Regions from separate parts of the Gossypium hirsutum genome. Here region 2 is linked to region 1. The links are chromatin contacts, called in public Hi-C maps. All regions are on one chromosome and are shown on one strand. Each heading gives the region's core, a stretch centred on a gene start, on an enhancer-like site or on the middle of the called end of the contact. The rest is flanking DNA. Distances are from core to core; before and after follow the strand shown. Region 1 holds the start of LOC107960091 (protein SMAX1-LIKE 6). Region 2 overlaps LOC107960083 (a long non-coding RNA gene).

Region 1 (5,421 bases), core at 221-2,720:
GTCTGGTAACTTGTTGCAGCTCCCAGCAGCCAGAGTTTCCCTCCATAAACTTGTAATAACCTCGTTAACTGTCCAACTACATAACTAACCCCATCTTCATCCACAACCTTGTCGTCGTCGTCGTCGTCGTCATCATCATCATCATCATCTTTTTCACTCTTGTCACTGACAAGATTTTTCAGATCCCCGTAATTCACCACCAACCCGGATCCGGATCCTTCAACTTCCCGACCCATTTCTTCAAATTTTAAATCCATCTCCCCTTTATTAAAGCCTTGATTAGTAGTGCACTTGGAAATATAATTTTGGATGCAAATTATGTTTAACCCCGAAATACCTTTAATCAAGAAGCCATCTTTTTTTTGGTCCAAACAATCAGTGAAATTGGCGAGTGCATCGTTTGCACATACACCAACAAGTAGTCGATTCCTCCTTCGCGCCAAAACCTCTCCTACTCTCTTACAGTTTTCTTCTCCTCCATAAAAAGATGCAAAACCCGGGAACGGGAAACTGAAGCCGCCATGACATGGAAACCTGGTGTTTTCATAACCCGGATCCGAATTTTCTAGATTGCAAAGAAAAACCGGTGGGCCACGTGGTCGAGAGTATCTTAGGAGATTAGGGAGGGGGCGGATGATTGCCAGCTTGACTTCGGAGCTCCGAAATCCCGCCTCGCCGAAGACCCGACTAACAACAGGGTCATCCAGGATGGATAACATCAAGTGTTGGAGCTCCACTTTGACACACGAGATACTGGAAGGATTTTGCTGCGACATATCGCGATAAAGGTGGAAATTTTCGGGCTGCCTTCGCTGGTTCGCCTGAGACCGCTTTATCGCGGCCATGAGCGAGTTGGAGACGGGCGGGTCGTTGCTGAGTTGACTCGAGGGGACTCGGTCCAATGACACGCTAAGGCAAAGCTCCAACGCTTTGAATTGGAGGCGAGGGGAGTAAGCCGCGTTACGAGCACGTGCACAGGCGTCACGTAACGGGGACGAAGGGAGAGAGAGAAGAGCAGAAACGGCATGGAGCGAGGTCGTTTGCGCGTGTCCCCTCCGTCGCGCGACTCTCACCGCCTCGTCTAGCGCGTGAGCTGCCTCTGGCGTTAAGCATTGCCGCGCTACACTTACCGGCGTAGGCATCGCCGGGTATCATAAAAAGCCAAAAACTTTTTTTTTCTTGATTAAAAAAGGAAAAAAAGAAGGTAAACTAAAAATATATATTTGTTTGTTTATCAGAAGTGCAAGGGAGAGATTTTTTTTTTTTTATAAAAGAAAAAGGGACTTTTATGGAGGACAATAGTATAATTAATTATTTATTTATTTTCCCTCTAAAGGGGAACTGTTGGCTGTCTAAGTCGGGGGTTAGTGGGGTCCACTGTGGAGGAGATCATTTGGAACGACAGGTGGTGAATTTAGATTCTCTACTATATACACAAAAGGATTTCCTTTTTCTCTTTTATGCGTATATGCTCCTCTCTACAAATATGATTTCTTTCAATTTTAAACTTGTTAAACAATTGGTTTTTGTTTTTGAAATAATTAACACTTTAATATTTAATATTTTTTATGGCAAAATAACGACTATAGGACTATTTTTTCTAAAAAACTTAAGGTTTTGGGTCGGTTTTTATTTTAATTAGGGATATAGATCGATTTAGTTAGAAAACGCCCTTAATTAGTCGCACTTTGTAAATCCCAACAGTTTTTTTAACTTATCGCCAATGATAAAAAAAATTTAAAACCCTAATAGTAACTTTTTTTACCCTATAAATACCCCTCAATTTTTATTTTTTCATTCACATCCTTCTCTCAACTCTCTCAATCCTCTCAAACCCTCTCAAGTCTCTTGTTTTTAAAAATTTTCAATATTTTTATTTAATTAAAATTTTTATTTTTTAAATTATCTCATTTTTATGAATGACCGCCTTTCTAATCCGATTCAACGACAAGTATATTTCTGCTGCCTAATTAGTAATGGTAAAACCGAAATTTAAATTTCGTTAATTTCAATAATGTTAAATTTAATTTTTTATTATAATTATAATTTTTTGTGTAAATAAACAGATGATCCTGTTCTGGATAATTTCATCCATAATATAAGAAAGCATGTAATTCCTGAAATTCATGGCCACTTGCAAGCGGTTGTTTTCTTACATGCGTCTAGCATGTCCGGGGACTACAAACTCAATTTGCAACTAATTAGCGCATTAGTGGAAAGATGAAGGCCCGAAACACACACTTTCCACCTTCGATGCGGCGAGTGTACAATCACACTCGAAGACATAGCGCTACAATTTGGTTTGCCAGTGGATGGACCAGTCAGCACGGGATCTAGGATAGTTCCGAACAAAGTGACCCTCTGCCAATCACTGTTGAAGAAGGTCTCGGACAAGTTCGAAGGTGGTTGAAAATTGATGAACTAGTTGAAGGATAATTTCGATGAGCTCCCTAAAAACCTTAAAGATCGAACGAAGGAGGTGATACAACAATACACCCAAGCATACATCTTGAGGTTAATCAGGGGAATTTTAATGCACGACAAATCTCAAAATTTGGTGCATGTAAGGTGGCTACTACATCTAGTGGGCTTCAATGGTTGCGTGAAACTAAGTTAGGGATCTGCAATATTGTCCACGTTATATCGAGAGATGTGTCGAGCCATGAACCCGAGGTCAACGTCGATCGGTGATTGTTTTCTCCTGCTATAGTCGTGGGCCTGGTGGAGACTACCATTTTTACATCTCAATGTGGTCGACCTATAAATGTTCCCCTTGGTGACGAGGTAAACATCATTTATTAACAAATACATAGTTTGTACAATAATTTTTATTATTATATGTTTCGATTAACATATCGCTTGTACAGGTGGAACCATGGGCCGAGCTACATGGGACTGCCTAAGGTAATAAAAGATATTAGGCTGTTGTTAGATCAATGAAGCCGAGGTTAGTTACCTATTCTTTCGAACCTATATTAATTACGTAATTATTCGTAAAAAAGAAATTCATAAATAACGATATTTACAATTTTTCTTATCAGTTTGAATGGATGTCGTACGCCAACACCGATGTCATATCCTGTATTCCGTCGGAAGTGTTGCGCAATCAGCAGATGTGGGATGTGAAGGTGTCGTTGATAGTGTACACGAGAGTGGAAATGCATGAAATAAATAGGGTGTTGTGGCAGTTCAAGTGGAGGCAACGAATTTCGCCGCCACCGCAATATCTGAAGGATTTGCACAAGGTAGACATGTGGGGGAAGGACAACATTGACTAGTCGGTGCGACACGTGGAGCACATCGACGTATGGGATCTTAGGATGCAGTCCATACCCGTTCGCGAATAATTTTTCTCAGTGGACACGACGACAGTTGATGGTTACTTGGCATGGTTCAGAAATGTAAGTGTGCTGAGGCGTGTTATCACATCCCCGACCCCTTAAAATTACCTAAGAATTTCTTTCGAAAATCCTGAACACTTTCAAAATACTCTAAACCCAAAATAAAAACCCTAATAAAAACTCTAACCCTAATAAAATAAAAACCCTAACCCTGGAAGAGAGAATAGGAAAGCGCGTCCTAATAAAATTGGCCTATATCTCTAATTAAAAATAAAATCGATCCAAAACCCTAATTTTAAAAAAATGGCCTATAGGCCTTATTTTTTCCTTTTTAAAAGTTAAAATGATAAAATAAAATTGTTAAAATTTATAATGTTTTAAGTTGTGTATTTTTTAATCATATAATTTAATTTTTTAAAAAATATACTTCAATTATTATCGAACTAAATCAACATCATATTAATTTGTCAAGCCAATTCAATTAAGGAAATATAAATATTCAATAGTAATTTCACATACAAAAGTCTGAAATTGATAATATACGGAGAAAATATGAAATATGAAGTATGAAACATAAGAAGAAATCGTGATTTTAAAATATCCTCTAATTATAAAAATTATTTGGATAAAAATTTGAATTTTCATTGAATTATTATACAGTAGGAAAATTATTAAAATATTTTTATTTTTAAAAAGTAATAAATAAACATTAATATGAAAGTATTTTTTTTTATTTTTAAGTAAAATTTTAAACATGAGGCATATGAATTTTAAATTTTTAACTAACTATTTCAACTAATATCTTATTTGGTGTTAATCTACATATTATAAATCCTATTAAACATATCAATGCGAAAACCACGAATTTAAAAAATAAATATGTATTTAAAAATAATATATAATAAACAATGAAATTTGTTGTTTTAAACTAATTAATCATAATGACACATGAAAATTATGATATTAAAATAAAAAATAGATTAAATTATGAGTAAAATGAAATTTAAACACATAAATATATCAGATTAACAATATTAAATGCACTACAATTGTTTATCGTGGTATTATCGTCAATTGTGAGTTAGTGTCGAGTTGCCTTGCAGGGGCGAAGCCAAAACAAATTGTTAAGGGGGGCCAGATAAAATTTTAATTTTTTATAGTTTATATCTTTATAATTTGTAAAGGATTAAATCGAAATTGTTCTCCACAAGTCGATTCGATTTCAGCATTCGCAACTTGTCTGCTTGCCAAGGAGAAGTGCTTGGCCCAAGACACCGAGGTTTTAATTATCTCCTCCGAGCTCTATGATTTTCCTTGAAAACTGAAGAGGTTATGATTCTTCCATAGGAGCCAAGCCAATAGTCCGAAGAGGCACGCCCAACTAGTTTCCCCACCATGGGAATTTGGGTTGACCTATAGATTAAGAGACAACTCGTGCAAAGTTTAAGTCTTTATTAAAACAACGTGAAAGAAGCTTTCACCATTTCTTTTTATCTTTGGTGATCGAGAAAGCACATGTATGCTCAAAATCAAGTGTAGGTAGGGGTTTTTGTCTCAAAATAAAAATAAAAATTATTTTATTAGTTTCTTAATTATTTGCAAGGTTTTGAGTTAATTTAATGGAAAATTATATTTCGGTTCTCCTAAAACCTAAAATTTAATTATGTCCTCTCCAAAAGTAAAGAGTTTATGATTTAATCTCTTGAAAATTGTAAAATTTATATTAATACAATGACAAAATTATATTTTCAACTCCCTCAAAAATTTAAAATTCAAATCTAATTCCATCAAAAAAAATATAATTCAAATATCTCATAAGTGTAAAAGTTGGTTTTATTTACCAAAAATTATTTCAAGAATTTTGTATTTATACTAATATAAATTTGACTTATAATATATTAAGTTTAACACTTATGGGAGTCAAGATTAGGGTAAATTTTCATAATAAAACTCTAAATACATTAATTTGAGACCTAAAGCATTTTTCTATTTCATTCTTAAAAGTTATCCTCTCAAGTATAATCATAAACCTCTCAAAATTTAAGCTTATCACATTTTGAGATTTTATCATGTAAATGTT
Region 2 (5,497 bases), core at 2,242-4,741, 830 kb before region 1:
TATGTGAAATTTGTGAAAGGCATTTATCAAAGAAAAGAGGACTAGGTGATTATGGGAACATAGCACTTACAGAGGAGTGTAGTGTCATAATTCAGAAGTTTCCTCCCAAGTTGAAAGATCTTAAGACCTTTTCCATTGTATGTGTCATTAGTTCTCACACTTTTGATAAGGAACTCTATTATTTGGAGGCAAACATCAACTTGATGTCACTTTTTATAGCTTAGAAGCTATGTTTGGGGGATAGTAAGCCTACTTTAGTCTCGTTGCAAATGGATGACAAAACTGTGTTTTCGTAATGTAGTGGTTATAGATGTGCTAGTTAAACAGGTTAAATTTATCGTTTTGACGAATTTCACTATTCTAGATATGTAAGAAGATATAGTGGTCCCACTCATTCTTGGCAGTAAATCTCACTAATTAATATTCTTATTAATAAATTATAGTTTTTTTTAATTCAAAATTTTAAAAATAAAAATATGATCTAAATCTCAACTGTTATTATAGTTGTATAATAATCACCTCTCTATAACATCCAAAATTTTAATAGATAAATGAAGTTATTATAGAGATAATTGACTATACACATAAATATTTGAAAATGGTTGAGTCAACTTCCATTCATATGGGTTATTTTAATAAATCTAGATGTTAATCGAATGATATATTTTTAAATTTGTTTACAATTTATTTTTATGATTAAAAATAATTAAGTCAATAAGTCAATGCTTTAGATGTTTGACACTAAAATTGTGTTTGGTATGAACAAAGGTTATCACTTTTCAAGAAATTTATTTGAAAAAAAAAATCATATTGTGGATTGATTCAAATATTTGCTAATAATGAGTGAGAATTAAGGCTGAAATTTCGTGATTGAGCTTTGGATTTATTCCTGTCTGCCTGTTGGCACGCCTTTGTCGGCTTGTTGGCACGCCTTTGTCCCTTTGCTTCTTTTATCTCGTACTTGTTGATTTTCTTGTTGTTCTACCCACGGGGGTGGTTTTTGGGTATTGTTTTGTTGTTGTAGAAGCGTGATGGAAAGAGGAATAGCATATCTGAGTATAGAGGATGGGGAAGAAGAGGCTTTCTCTGTTCCGGATGGAGTGGAGCCTCAGAATTCAGTTTATAATTTCTGTTTGGTGGGCTGGTACTTGACAGCAAGTGTGGTTCATTTTCCAGCCATGAGGAACATGATGGCTAACTTATGGCATCCATTGGACGGAATGCAGATTTCAAATCTAGGCGAAAAATGTTTTTTATTCAAATTCTTTAATGAGTTAGATATCAGTCGGGTGATTACAGGTGTTCCCTGGACCTTCAACAATCATATTTTGATTATGCATAGATTACAGGACAATGAGGATCCTATGTCAATTTCGCTGGTGTATTCAGACTTTTGGGTTTAGGTGCATGATTTACCACTGAGATTTTTCAAAGAATCAGTGGTGAGTCAATTTAGAAATTTTATTGGAAGATTCTTGGAGTATGACACAAAACAATTATCTTGGGATTTTAAAAACTATTTGCGTATCCAAGTATAAATTGACGTCTATAAGCCATTGAAAAGACGAAAGAAAATTATGAATTTTTTTTTGTCAAATTTTATATATGCGAAAATCAAATATGAAAAATTAACCCTTTTTTGCTTCTTATGTGGTTGTCTAGGTCATGGGGATAATTTCTGCCTAGTGATATTACATCACGACATGCATGAGACAGAGATGGGGTGGGATTGAACGCTGTGTGCACAGTCGAGAAGAGCTACAACAATGAATAGCATTTGGCTAAGGGAGGAAGGAAATGGGAGTTTTTTTTGGAAAGAATAGTGATGGATAGCAGGTTGGACAAGATTCAAGTCAAAATTACGGGAAAGAATCATGGTCTAATGTCAATCCTATATTGGGATTTAATTTGAAGGGATCTGCAATTAAAAAAATTTGATTGGGGTGGGATCCTCTAATATGTCAAGCCTGGTGATTATGGAGCGTGATTTGGATGATAACCCAATTAAAAATGTTGAGGGAAATAAGTGACAACGTTTTGATTTTTTTATCTCTAACGTTTCTAGGAATCAAGATTCGCTAGTGATCAATGATGGGCATATTGCCCATAATCAACAGTAATCGGCGGACAAAATGAAGATCTTATGTTGGAATATCCGCAGGTTGGGGAGTGCGCATGCAGTACGTAGACTTCAGCATATACTAAATATTTATAATCTCCAAATTGTCTTCTTTATAGAGAAAATTAGAAGGCGTTGTGGAATTTTTAATGGTGTTGATGTTCCTGCTGATGCTACTTACAGAGGGTTGAGTTTTGGATGGAATGGAAGATAGTTAGTTACTCTTAGGAGCTTATTGAGGAACTACATTGATGTTGAAATTCAGGAGAATAAGGAAAATACATGATGGAGGTTTATAGGCTTTTATGGGGCACCAGATGTGAGAGAAAAGGTTGAAACGTAGAACCTACTTCGGACATTGGGTAGGAATAGTGATTTACCATGGCTAGTTAGAGGAAAATTCAATGATATCCTCTACGTGCATGAAAAATAAGGAGGATTACTAAGAGAGGAAGATAGAATGGAGGAATTTCGTACGAACTTTAGAAGACTGCCAATTGGGGGATATAGGTTATTCGGGTCCATGGTTTACGTGAGAGAGGGGGAATGTGATAGAAAGGAGAATTAAGGAAAGAATTGATAGAGAGGTAGCAACTTCAGAATGGTTACAACTCTTCCCAGAATGTTCGCTAAGACATTTATCTTACTCATTCTTAGATCATTGTCTACTAATCCAAATGGAGTATGAGGGGTTGAGAAGAAGAAAGAGTAGGTTTTATTTTGAAGCTTGGCAGACTTTAAAAGAGACATTAGGGAGAAATCATAAGATGATGGGAAGAGAGTTCAGGTGGTTTTATGGATAAAATTGTGGCTCTCACTGTTGGAATACAAACTTGGGTAGGAAAAAAAAAGACAGGAAGTGAAGTAGTTAATGAAAAGATTAGAAGAATTGGATGACTATGACAGATCGGACGAAATTTTGGCTGAGTTGTGGATGTGAAATTACATTTAAAAATGGAGATGGAAAAGGAAGAAAGGTATTGGAAGCTAAAGTGAATTGGCTGAAAATGGGAGAACAAATACTTCATTTTTCCATAATCATGAATCTTAGAGATGGCGCATGAATCAAATAGGGGGTCTATAAAGGGAAGACGATACACTGACCTTTGATCTTCATGAGATGGAAGATATTGCTCGAAACTATTTTAAAAATTGTTTGAGACGAAAGGGGTTGGAAATCTTGAACATGTGCTGCCTGGGGTATCAACAAAAGCTTCGGGGACAAACAGCATTCCAGCACTTTTCTACCAGAAATTCTGGCAAATTGTTGGTAAAAATACTAGCTCTTTCTATTTGAATATTCTAAATAATGGAAATTCTTTGGAAGATCTAAATAAAACTAGTATAGTTTTAATACCAAAGATTTCTCATCCTTTTAATCAAAAAAACTTTTGCCCTATGAGTCTATGTACGGTGATTTATAAGATTATTGCTCAGACTGTTGCTAATCGCCTACAAAAGGTTATGGACTTTTGAGTTGATGATTCTTAGAAGAGCACTTTTGTGTCGGGTCAACTTATCACTAATAATGTGCTACTTGCGTATGAGGTGCTTTATGCATACAAAAACAAAAGAACATGAAGAAATTGTTTTATGGCTTTAAAACTAGACATGAGCAAAGCTTATGATGGAGTTAAATGGCCTTTCCTTAAAGGTATGATGTTGAAAATGGGCTTTGCATGTCCTTTTATTGATTTTGTCCTCCATTGCATTCGTACGGTGTCGTATTCTATCATGATTAATAATGAAGGGTAAGCTTTAAACCGTCTAGAGGGCTGAGACAAGTGGATCCCTTAAGCCCTTATCTATTCTTATTGTGAGGGGAGGGTTTATCGGCTCTTATGAGATTAGCAGGGCAAGAAGGGCAAATAGCAGGAGCAAGAGTTTGTCAAAATGCCGCTCCAAGTACTCATCTTATGTTTGTGGATGATTGTATACTTTTTAGAGAGGTCACGGAGAGGAGGGTTAATGTAATAAAAAATATTCTTTGTGAATTTGAAGTCTGCTCGGGTCAGTGTGTTAATTTTGAAAAATCCATTACTTTCTTTAGCGCGCTAATGTAACTGGCCAGGATAAAGATATGGCACCTCAAGTACTTAATGTTCATTGCTCTACAGATCTAGAAAAGTACTTGGGATTACTAAATATGGTATGTAGAGGAAGGAGGGTGGTGTTTCAAGGTTTGAAAAATAGATTGAAGCAGAAGATAAACAGCTTGAATAACAAGCATCTTTCACAAAGAGGAAATGAGATGTCTATCAAAGTTGTGCACATATACGATGCTTTGTTTTATAATGCCAAAATCCCTCTGTGTGATACTGGAGAATATCATAGGGAATTTGTGGCAAAAAAGTCAAGGGAAGCGGGAGATACATTGGTGGGATTGGAGGACTTTGTGTGCTATTAAGGAATACGGTGACATAGGTTTAGAAGTCGATCGAAATTTAATGTGGCGTTATTAGCCAAGCAGGGTTGGCGTTTGATATGTAATCCTAATTCGTTATTGGTGCGCACGTTAAATGCCAAATATTTTAAAGATACAAATTTTTTGAATTCCAGTTTAGGTAATCTACCTTCTTTTACCTAGAAAGTCTGTGGGCTGCAAAAGGGCTCTTTCAGATTGGGTTAGGCTGACGGATTGAAGATGGAATGAAAGTCTCAATTTGGAAGGATGCTTGGGTTCCTGGAAGTGGAGAATCCAAAGTGCAGTATACTGGAAACAAGTCGAGTTTGAACAAAGTAGTAGATCTTATTGATTCAAGAACAATAAGATGGAAAACTGATTTGATTGAAAATACCTTTACAGAGGTAAATGCTGGAAGAATTTTGTGCATTCCTCTATTGATGAAATCGCACGAAGACCACATTATCTAGCCTGGGGAGGCTACGGGGAATACTCAATTCGTAGTGGTCATAAACTATGTACATAATCCTATGCTGACAAATTACAAACAGTTTTAGAAGCGGCTTTGGAACTTAGATCTACCCTCAAAAGTAAAAATTACAAGTTGGAGAATTTCATGTAATTTTTTGCCTACCTTCAACAACCTGCACTAGAGAAGATTGGCTGGATCTACAAATTGCCCAAGATGCCAGAATGAAGCTGAAATGAGGGAGCATGTGTTTAGGGACTGCCTTATCACAAAAGAAACATGGGAGAAATTACATGTTACTTGGCCGATAGCAGTGGCAAATACTGAATACAGAGAATGGATAAACAATATTTTTTGAGACTATTCCTTTATACAAATGCAGGATGGTTACATGTCCTATTTGGGCAATTTGGTCATCAAGAAATAAGTTTATTCATGAGGGAGAGCAAAAATCAGGATCCCAGATAGCAGATTATGTGCAGAACTACTTAAAAGAGCAGGAAGG

The links. Hi-C and Micro-C count contacts between places; a contact is called where the count stands out from the background.
Region 2: a contact with region 1 is called in a Hi-C map of leaf, with 5 times the contacts expected there. The contact joins the enhancer-like site here to the promoter of LOC107960091 in region 1. A contact is called at or near these places in 3 of 34 Hi-C or Micro-C datasets (leaf and petal).

The regions. Positions count from the first base shown.
Region 1 is chrA05:43,583,220-43,588,640 of Gossypium_hirsutum_v2.1, reverse strand. It overlaps LOC107960091 (protein SMAX1-LIKE 6), which reads right to left and starts at 1,470. Exons shown (of 3, transcript XM_016896303.2): 1 at 1-1,470. The coding sequence starts at 1,142.
Region 2 is chrA05:44,419,040-44,424,536 of Gossypium_hirsutum_v2.1, reverse strand. It overlaps LOC107960083 (a long non-coding RNA gene), which reads right to left. Exons shown (of 4, transcript XR_001701090.2): 3 at 4,918-5,222; 4 at 2,542-4,832. Among protein-coding and RNA genes, the nearest start is that of LOC107960083, 3.5 kb to the right of the region's middle. Within about 2 kb of position 3,491, at least 3 of the 9 cell types and tissues checked have an H3K27ac peak or open chromatin away from gene starts, as enhancers often do.